Linked DNA regions of Hordeum vulgare: region 1 is linked to region 2. Evidence: chromatin contacts called from public Hi-C data. All regions are on one chromosome and are shown on one strand. Each heading gives the region's core, a stretch centred on a gene start, on an enhancer-like site or on the middle of the called end of the contact. The rest is flanking DNA. Distances are from core to core; before and after follow the strand shown. Region 1 holds the start of LOC123412363. Region 2 holds the start of LOC123407362 (calcium-dependent mitochondrial ATP-magnesium/phosphate carrier protein 2-like).

Evidence for each region. A called contact is a pair of places that touch in the nucleus more often than the background predicts.
Region 1: a contact with region 2 is called in a Hi-C map of seedling, with 1.8 times the contacts expected there. The contact joins the promoter of LOC123412363 here to the promoter of LOC123407362 in region 2. A contact is called at or near these places in 4 of 6 Hi-C or Micro-C datasets (leaf, seedling and an unstated tissue) and 1 of 1 datasets of contacts at active chromatin or transcription factors (embryo).

What each region holds. Positions count from the first base shown.
Region 1 is chr7H:526,311,813-526,316,585 of MorexV3_pseudomolecules_assembly, reverse strand. It overlaps LOC123412363, which reads right to left and starts at 2,979. Exons shown (of 2, transcript XM_045105313.1): 1 at 2,524-2,979; 2 at 1,916-2,411. The coding sequence starts at 2,740. The coding sequence ends at 2,194.
Region 2 is chr7H:526,165,653-526,170,393 of MorexV3_pseudomolecules_assembly, reverse strand. It overlaps LOC123407362 (calcium-dependent mitochondrial ATP-magnesium/phosphate carrier protein 2-like), which reads right to left and starts at 3,002. Exons shown (of 4, transcript XM_045100474.1): 1 at 2,451-3,002. The coding sequence starts at 2,922.

The sequences.
Region 1 (4,773 bases), core at 1,730-4,229, 150 kb before region 2:
GATGGGTTGGCCATGTCGCTACCTGGGCCTCCCGCTTGGGCTGAGAAAAGTCGCAACAGCCCATTTGCAATTTGTGGTTGATAAAATGGCAGATCGATTACCGGCATGGCAGGTGAGACTACTATATCGCCCTGGGAGGCTGGAACTGTTGAAGACCACAGTCGCAACAACGCCCATCCATGCAATGATCGCTCTTGACTTGCCAATAAAGACGCTAGAGGTGGTGACCAAGATATGCAGAGGTTTCTTGTGGAAGGGGCGCCGTGATGTGAGTGTTGGGCATTGCATTGTGGCTTGGGACAAGGTGTGCTCCCCAAATGAGATGGGCGGACTCGGTGTGCCCAACTTGCGGCTGTTCAACTTGGCACCGTGAGCCTGATGGACATGGCTCACCAGAACAAACAATGGTAGGTCGTGGAAGGAGTTCAATCTCGAGGTATCACCGCAATCGATGGCCATATATAAGGCGGCTACGAAGTGTAGGCTGGGAGATGGTACTACCGCTAGATTTTCGATGGATTTGTGGTTAGAGGAGGGGAGAATTCAGGACTTAATGCCCACCCTATTCCTGGCTATCAAGAAGAAAGCGCTGGCTGACTGCACTATATGACACACTCTCCTAGTTGGGTGGAGACACGAGGTCTCATCTAACATGAATGCACAAGCGCTGATGGAGTTCCTGGCTCTAGTGGACCGACTGCAAGGCATTGACCTAACGGAAGGAGGTGAAGACAAGATAGTATGGATCTGGGAGGTGAACGGTTCCTTCTCTGCAAGGTCGGCCTACCGGGCGTTCTCCGCTGGCAGGATGAAGGCCGCTGGCGCCACACAAATCTGGAAATCACGTGCCCTGTCAACCTGCAAATTATTTACGTGGTTGGCCATGAATAACTCATGATTCACGACTGATAGATTACTAGGGATCAGTCGGTGCCGACTCCACTGATCCTAACTATGGTCCGAGATCGACCCACACAACTCATTGGCCTTGATTTTTTTGGCGAGGTCAGTGACCCGACCGGCCGACCCGGTCCATTCCCATCGTGAGTATCCGGCTTTCTTTTTTATGATTCAAATACCCATAAGGCCTTGTTCGGTTAATCCCAGCCAGGAGGGGATTGAAGAGGATTAAGGTAGAATTTGACTTGTAGGAGATTTAATCCCTTCCCAACCCCTTCAAATCTCCAAGAACCGAACAAGCCCTAAATGGTTAGCAACTGCCCTTCACCTTAACCGCCACTGACAGTCTGACACACGCCGGCCAGACGGCCATACGGCAGGCGACGCCAGGTCAGGCAGAGCTTTTCCCACCCGGGTCCGCGAAGCCTGGAGACGCCCGTGGCCGTGGTCAGTAGTCACGGGCCGAGCTGCCCTGCGCGGGCGCGGCGCTGCTCCGCCGCTCGTTCAGTTGGGCGCATGTGATCCCGGTCAGTCGAGCCCGCAGCGTTTCTTATCCACCACCCTATCTCCCTTCATCTGTCACTGCCGGAGACCGAGATGGACACCGCCCTTCCCGGAAAGACACCGAGCTTTCACAGCCGTGACATGACCATATCTCCCAAGACGATTCAAAATCCAGGCAAGAAAAAGAGAAGAATCCGGCGGAAAATTGAAAGCCACCAGCAGCAGTAGGCCGCATCTGCGGCGCCACTTGGAGTTGGGGTTGGAGGAGGAGACGAACCTGAACCTTGTGTTTCTTCCGTTGCTTGCACAACCACGACAGCAACGCCCGACCACAGCCGCTGGTATGACGACATCCCAAAGAACCAAATCCAGCAACACAAAATTGGCAGCCGAAATCGCCTTGTCTTGAGCTGCTCGCCCAGAGGGGCAGATCAAATCAAGCATGGAACCCCAGAAGAATAAAATAAAATGAAGAACAGGATCAAAGGCAGCTTTCACTGGGTCAGGTAGATGAAGAATGCAAGGACCCCTTGTTCTGGGATCAATTGGCTACTTATACCCAAGTAGAAATAGTACGCACACGTACGACAACGGGTAGAACAATTAAGGACAAGCACCACACAGATCGCTCGCGCGTACGGGATGCTCACTAATTACAAAAATCTCCCAATCAGCGACGACGCTAATGAACGAGAATTGCGAAAGGCGCTGGCAGCTTCCGACGGACTAAGACGGGGACGGGATGGGTGTAGTAAGGATTAAACGACGGGGTTAACTGACGCCGGTAGCTTAGTAGGAGCAGGCGGTCCTGAGCATGGAGCGGCCGCGGAGCATGCCGCGGTAGAGCGCCTCCCGGTTCGCCGGCATCGCGGCGCCCCTGCAGGACGGCTCGGGCGCCGCCGTCTCCTCCTCCGGCGCCGGGCGAGCTGGGCCGTGGTCGACGACGTCGGCCGCGAAGCGCACCCGCTTCATGCTCCCGCGCCTCGCCTTCTCCCGCTTCCGCTTCTCTGCACGCACAAAGAAAGAAACAGGGGACATCGTACGTAAGAACCAAGAACTGTGCTGTGCGGACGAATGGAGCAACGAACGGCACGGCTGTGGAGGAGGTGTCACACTCACCGGAGGAGGAGAGGCAGGGCCGGAGTCGAGCGGGAGACGGGGACGTGACGGCGGCGTCGGAGGAGACGAGGTGGTGGTCCGTCTGCTTGGCGCGGCAGAGCGAGAAGAGGACGAGGGTGCCGGATAGCGCCATGGCGGTGGCGGCGAGGGCGAGGCCGGCGTGGGAGCCGCCCAGCGCGGATCCCGCCCCGCCCGAGGAGGAGGATGACGACGACATGGCACAGTGCAGCGCAGATCACGGGCTCCCGGGGGTGTCCGGCCGCAGTGGGGAGGAGACGGAGAGCAGAGGCCCGACGACGGCGACTATCGTGGCTCGTGGTTGTTGAACCTGAGGGAGAGGGGGACCGTGCAGTGCTCGTAGGCGCGCACGCTGCTCCGGCTATAATATAGCGTGCGCGGCGGCTGTGGGCGACCTCGGTGGCCGTTGGGTCCGTCGCGGTGGTCACGTTTGTTTAGTTGGACAGGTCGGTTTATCGACTGGCACAAGTTACCTGGAAAGATCAAAGATGTTGGAGATGGGCCTGGAATCATTGGTGTGGGGGCCGAACGGTCATTTCGTAGTTGCTGTGACATTACAAAATTATTACTGCTACAAAATTAATGCCTGCTTTTGGCGAAGGAAGGCCATATGCTCGTGATCACCGCCGTCTGATCTGCTTACGCACGGATGGATATGAACTGTGCAAATTCTGTGACGCATGCCATCCTCAATTCGACCAAAAGGTTCCCAACGCTCGTGAACTGCTCGATCGAGCTCACTCGATTATCGTAGGCTTGTAGAGAGAAGACCAGAGGCCACACGCCTGAGAACTCTCCACACGACGCGCGACACCGTCGGCCGGGTGCGTCGGGCGCATGCAGCAGCCCCGACCCCACCCCACCCCACCCCACCCCACCTATCCCGATCCTATCCAAGGGCAGAATCCGCGCGCATATTCCTCTCCAATCCACGGCAATGGCCTAACCACCCAGCGTCATCCGACAATTAGTATATCCATTCAATCAATCCGGTCCTTGGTTCCGGCCCTTGTTGCTGCCGGAGAGCGCTGTCGCGTGCGGTGGCTTCTGCGTTGCGTTGCGTTGCTTCCAGGGAGCGCAACTTGAGCGTGAGTACGTACGTGCCGGGGGTGACGTACGTACGTCGACGGGGACGCCAAAAGAGCCCACGCTTTGGAGCTAACGACGGCCTGTTAAGAATGCGCTAGTGGCTGGCTGTTGGAATATCCACGGGATTTCTTTGCCTCTTCCCGGGCGGAGTGACGGTGGCCTTGCAGCAGCTCGAGTTACATCATCTACACTCGGATCCCTGTAAAAAAAACCATCGCAAAAACCCAACGCCCGGACTAATCTGCATTCCTCGTATTCATCTTAAATTTAAAAAGAATATTGTCAAGACAACGATCCTCATAATAAATACCAGGGTACGAACGAGGCGTGGAACCTAACTATGGCGCAAGCGCATCGCTCGTATTTAGCGACTCCGGATAATTCTTGAAAAGGTAAAAACCCTACGTCTCGTGCCCGAAGATTTTATGTTTTCTCTAGGATGTGTAATTATAACAAGATATTGAACCATTGTCACGGAGCTTAGCGGTGGCTTATATAGTGTCTCCAGCCCTATTAATGAGCCGTTTCAAGGGAGATGAAGGAGAGTAACTAGGACAGTTACTAGTAACGAACGCCATTATTGTTGTTGGAGTTACATGTAACGACGGTCCTAACTACTCTCTTCGTTATAGTTTATAAGGCATGCACGTGTATCTAGGTCGTCAATTTGACTTATATAAAATATATTATTTAACATAAAATTATATGATTAGAAAATAGAGCATCTAAAGTTTCTAATGATATATTTTTTGTAATATATGTCTCTCGTTAAATTGGTCAAATTGACGGCCTAGATACACGTGCCGGACTTATAAACTGAAACGGAGGGAGTACACTTGAAATGTGGTATTAAGTCCCTCGAACGTCGCCCGACGCGTCGTCACTCCGTAGGATGCGTCTACATCACTTGGTCGCCACGTGCGTCGCCACTCCCTCGGATGCATGTACATCACTTGACAGCCTCGCGCGTCGCCACTCTACCGGACGCGTCTACATCACTCAGCCGCCCCGCGCATTGCCTGTAACAGCCCGAGACCGACGCTTCAGAAGATTCCACTTTTATTTCGCTGTTGTCGTGTTATTATTTGTTTGTTGCATTCATCATCGCATCATTCGCATCATCCGCATTGCATCGACACTCCG
Region 2 (4,741 bases), core at 1,753-4,252:
AGTGGACAGAAGAGGGCATCAGGTCGGAATAACTAGGGTCATGCTGCCCTTAATGGGATGGTGATGGGCCGGAGGTACCCACAACGTATTGTGTAAGTATCCCGCAAGTATCGAGAATTAAAATTGATTGCTTTAATGCTATATCGGGGGATATTTGGCTGATACGTATCCAACATGTATCTGTATCCAATACGGATACAATGTCCCAGCCATGTATCAGTGTTTTTGACGCATCTGATTTCAGTTGCCTATGCCATGCAACGTTTAGCAACAAGGTATATAATCTTGGGACTGCCTAGCTAAGCTGCAGCCGGGTTGGCTGCCGTAGTAATAGCACCAACAAGCAACATAGGATTGCTCCCTTGGACAAGGTGAAGATCAAGGTGAATAAACGATAAGGTAGCTGTTATGAACTGGCCAAGTTTTCGGCATCTGCAATAACATGATGTCTAAAGAAATGGATAGGATTTGACGCTGCAGGCAGTCATGTTCGTTCCAATTCCAATGAATGACCACATAATTAAAGAATACCCATAATCAGGAAAAGAAACATGTTCCACATATTGGGCAGAACCAACTATAATAGTGTATATCTAGTCGAAGCATGAGATGGTACGCCGATTATGCACACCCAGTATAAGTTATACATTCATGCTGGATTATGCACTTTAATACAGGAGAGCATGCCAAGTGACAACATCAGGTGTGCTCAGAGTCGTTTTTAGTGGCAACATGGAGCAAGTTATATTAGTTACTCCCTCCGTTCACTATTATAAGATGTTCTAACTTTATTATGAATAGGATGTACATAGACGCATTTTTGTGTGTTTGTTCGCTCATTTCAGTACGTATGTAGTCCATATTGAAATATCCAAAACATGTTATAATTTGGAACAGAGGGAGTAATTAGGAAAGCTAACAAGACCTGCACTATCATAAACTCATACTCATACATCACTGCACAACCATTTTACTGGAAAGCTATGATATACCACCATGCAATTGAGTCTACAGAACACAACTAGGTCCCAAGGCAAGGCACAGACAAAATAGCACTTCAATCCGCACAAGGTGCAGTTAAAATGAAATTCCAAGGTCCAAAACACACATGTTCCAGCATGGCACGGTATATGACAGAAAAATAGAGAACAAAAAAAATTGCCAGCTGCTCATAGACCAAACAGTGGGTCTAGTAAATACTAGTACTATAGTATTTCTAACTATAAAGATTCAGCCGATTCTTAGCAGTAAGTTGCCAGAGTCAACAAGCAATGTAAGCCTTCAGTGCTCATGTATGGTAAAGAAATAGCTTGGACTTCAAATGTATCCAATGTGCTACATATGTTATGAACCATTGCAAATTAATCTATAGATGAAATGTGTTGCCATTGCAAATTAGAATAGATGTTGCCATGCTCAGCTCTGTTCTAAAGTTTCTTCAAAATTCAAAATTTCAGTGGTGCTATACAGCTATAGGAGTTTATAGTTAAGCAGTAATATTATTTTTTTATTTTTACACCAAACAAATGTAGACACTTGGGTACATTGCCCTTTTGCTTCTTGCATCTTAAGTGATTTATGGATCTAATATCCCAACTGGTCATTTTGGGTTCGGGCCAGTTTTGTTTAGTAGCTTGACAAACCAATGTATCCTACAATAAGAAAGATATATAAATTGATGCCTAATTTAAACATGTCCCATACACTACAAATCTTTTAGCAGGAGCAAGAGAACAGCATTAAGTCCATCCCCAACTGTGCATCCAACATGAACACTTAATGTGATGGTTATGGTATTATTGATCAGCTACTTTTCGTCGTGTTAATACAAACTAAACTCTAAAATCGGGTTGACATGTTATGTACTCTCAATTTGCTAGTGGTAACACACTGGTTAGAATAGATGTTCCTAATCTGAGAGGTTGAATTACATTTTCCGTTGAGAAATAATAAGGTTACATGCTTAACAGATTTAATGCATTACTCAATCAACTCAATTTTTGTCAAATAGCCAAGGGTCCTCCTAGAGCTCAGTGTCCGCTGCTCAGACACTACAAAAAGGCAGTTCTAGGTAGATGGCCCTCAGGGCCTACCGAGACCCACTATTCTGTCAAAACAGACATACACTACCTAAAAGTGTTATTGAACACAATTGATACCGGTATCTACTATCTCAATCGCGAAGGACCCTTCTAATCTCCAAATATGATATACATCTGCTCACAGAGCAAACCTCCAACAAAAAAAAGGACGACACTCCAAGGGGTTGGCTACTGATTTGCTTGCTGCTCCAACAACAAGCAGGCAGAAATATGCTACAGAGACTGCATTTCGCACAACGCGTCATAAATTATAATTCAGATGCCACTGAGCGCACGGCACGGGGCGCGCGAGTATTGCGGAGGTCGGCAGCGGTACAGACGGGGGGTGGGGGTGAGGCTACAACATACCAGCCTTGACGAGGGCGTCCCAGAGCTCCTCGGGGAGGATGCAGCCGTTGTGCTCGACGTCGATTGCCTGGAAGATGCGGTAGAGCTCGAGCTCCTTGTCGTCCATGTAGCGCCTGAAGTCGTCGTAGCCGACGCGGCCGTCGCGGTCGCGGTCGCAGGCGCGGAGCAGCTCCCGCGCGTACTTGCACTCGGCGGGGACCTGCAGCGCGGCGAGGCCGGCCTCGATCTGCGCGTAGTCGAGCTGGCCCCTCCCGGACGTGTCGAAGAAGCCGAACATGTCCCGGATCCGCGCCTCCCGCTCCGCCTCCGTCTCATGGAGCGCCAGAAGCACGTGCTCCATGGTCACGGGGCCCGCCTTGCGCACCGGCTCGCACGGCCCCCCTGCCGCCGCCGCCGTCGCCGCGGCGGCCACGGGTGGAGGGGGTGCGGCGGTGCCGCGGGGTTCCACCGCGTGGGCCGCCGCGCCGGGCATGGCGACGGCGGCGGCGAGGCGGAATGGGAGGGGAGGAGGGGGAGGTGGTGGTGGGTTGGTTTGGGGAATGGAATAGAATCGAGTCGGAATCGAAGGGAGAGGGAAAGGAGGGGAAGGAGGGGTAGAAGGGAAGGGAAGGGAAGGCACGTGTGGGTTTCAGCCCTACGGGCTACGGTAGGGTACCCTACCCGTATGAGCGTCCCTGGATGGGTATGGTATGGTATGGTATGGTATGGGCTACCCGTGCTCACCTTTCCCCATGTCCTCCTACGAGTTGGAACATCCTCCACTCAAGAAAATAAAAAAGTGCAACAACTATGCAAAGCGAAGGCACCCAAGTCCAAGGGGTATATCCTTGTATGAAAAGGCATATTTCATGCGTGTGTGTGTCTTTTGTAAATACGTGTGTGCTTTGTTTTTTTTAAGATTATCTCCCCTAATAATAATAAAGCACCGATGGTTTCTGTCGTACGTCGTCGGCACTTTTGCACAAAAGCCCCTCCACTTCTGGATATTCAACCCACAGTCCCTATGTAAGTGGATCTGACGGGAGCTGGGAAACGAAGCTCACATCCCGTGCGGCGGCGACCCGGCGGCTGTTGGCCCGGGCGCGGGGGGCGCGATGGTGCTGGAGCTGGACGCGGCGGGGGCGTCGCCGGCGACCGGTGTGACATCCTCGACTTTTGCTACAGTAGTGATTGTAATTAAGCTACAGTGATCAACCGCTAATGATGCCACGTCATCGAATTCCCATCACAGACCAGCGTGGATTCGCGTCTGTCCGGATCGATGATTTGAAAGCAAAGGGAAGCACTTTATCGGTTCATTACAAGTATTAAAAGGATATATATGCAAAAGGAAAGTATTAAAGAAATAATAATGATAAAAGAAAGAAAGAAAACTGAAAGAAAAAAATAATAAAAAAAGGGAAAAGGTAAAACAAAATAAAAACAAATCAAAAAAAAAAAGAGAAAGCAACTCCCTCCCCGGCCCAGCTGGGCCACCCACCGGCCCAGCCGGCCACCTCCCGCGCCCCATCCCGCAACCCTAATCCCCCCTGGCGACCCCCACTCCCCTCGCTACTCCCTCCCCCCCCCTGTCCGCCGCCGCCAGCCCCCCTCGTGGGGGCCCCACCCCACCCCACGCGCCGATAGCGCCACCTCCCGTAACTCCCTCTCGTGACCCTCCCCACCCCACCGACACTTCCCCCATCTCGCCCCCTCCCCACGACCCGCCTCCTCTCCTGCCGTCGCCAGCCCCTCCTCCCACGGCGCCCCCCCCCCCTCGGTCCCCCTCACCACGCCGGCGAGCCCCCCCCCCCCCACGGCTCCTCTCCTCCCCCGGCGACCCCGCCCCGCACGGCCTCCTCGCCTCCCCTCGCCGGCCTTCTTCCCGTCGGCCCCCTCCCTCCCTGGCCGGCGCGCCATCTCCTTCCCGCGGCGAGCCCCGGCCTCCCGTCGGCCATCTCCCGCTCGGTCCGGGAGGGACCGGGCAGGGAGACGTCATCATCTCGCCGGGTCCGACCGGCTCCCCCTCGTCGGCACATCACCACCATCGGCACCGTCACCGCCTCCACGTCCGTCTCCACCGTCAACTACGTGCGAACTCCGGCTTCACCGGGCCGTCACGTCACCGTCGGTGAGCCCCTCCTCGGGCTCCTCCCACCGTGTCGATCTCCTCGCCGCCCCGGTTCCGTTCCGGCAAACGGGGCCTCGATCCGTCGACGGTAGACTCCGGTAGGAAGATTTGAGTTTTTGGTTCCTCTAGGTTGTGTTAGCACACAGTTGTTCTGTGTTAACAGAGAGATGAGTGTTGAGAG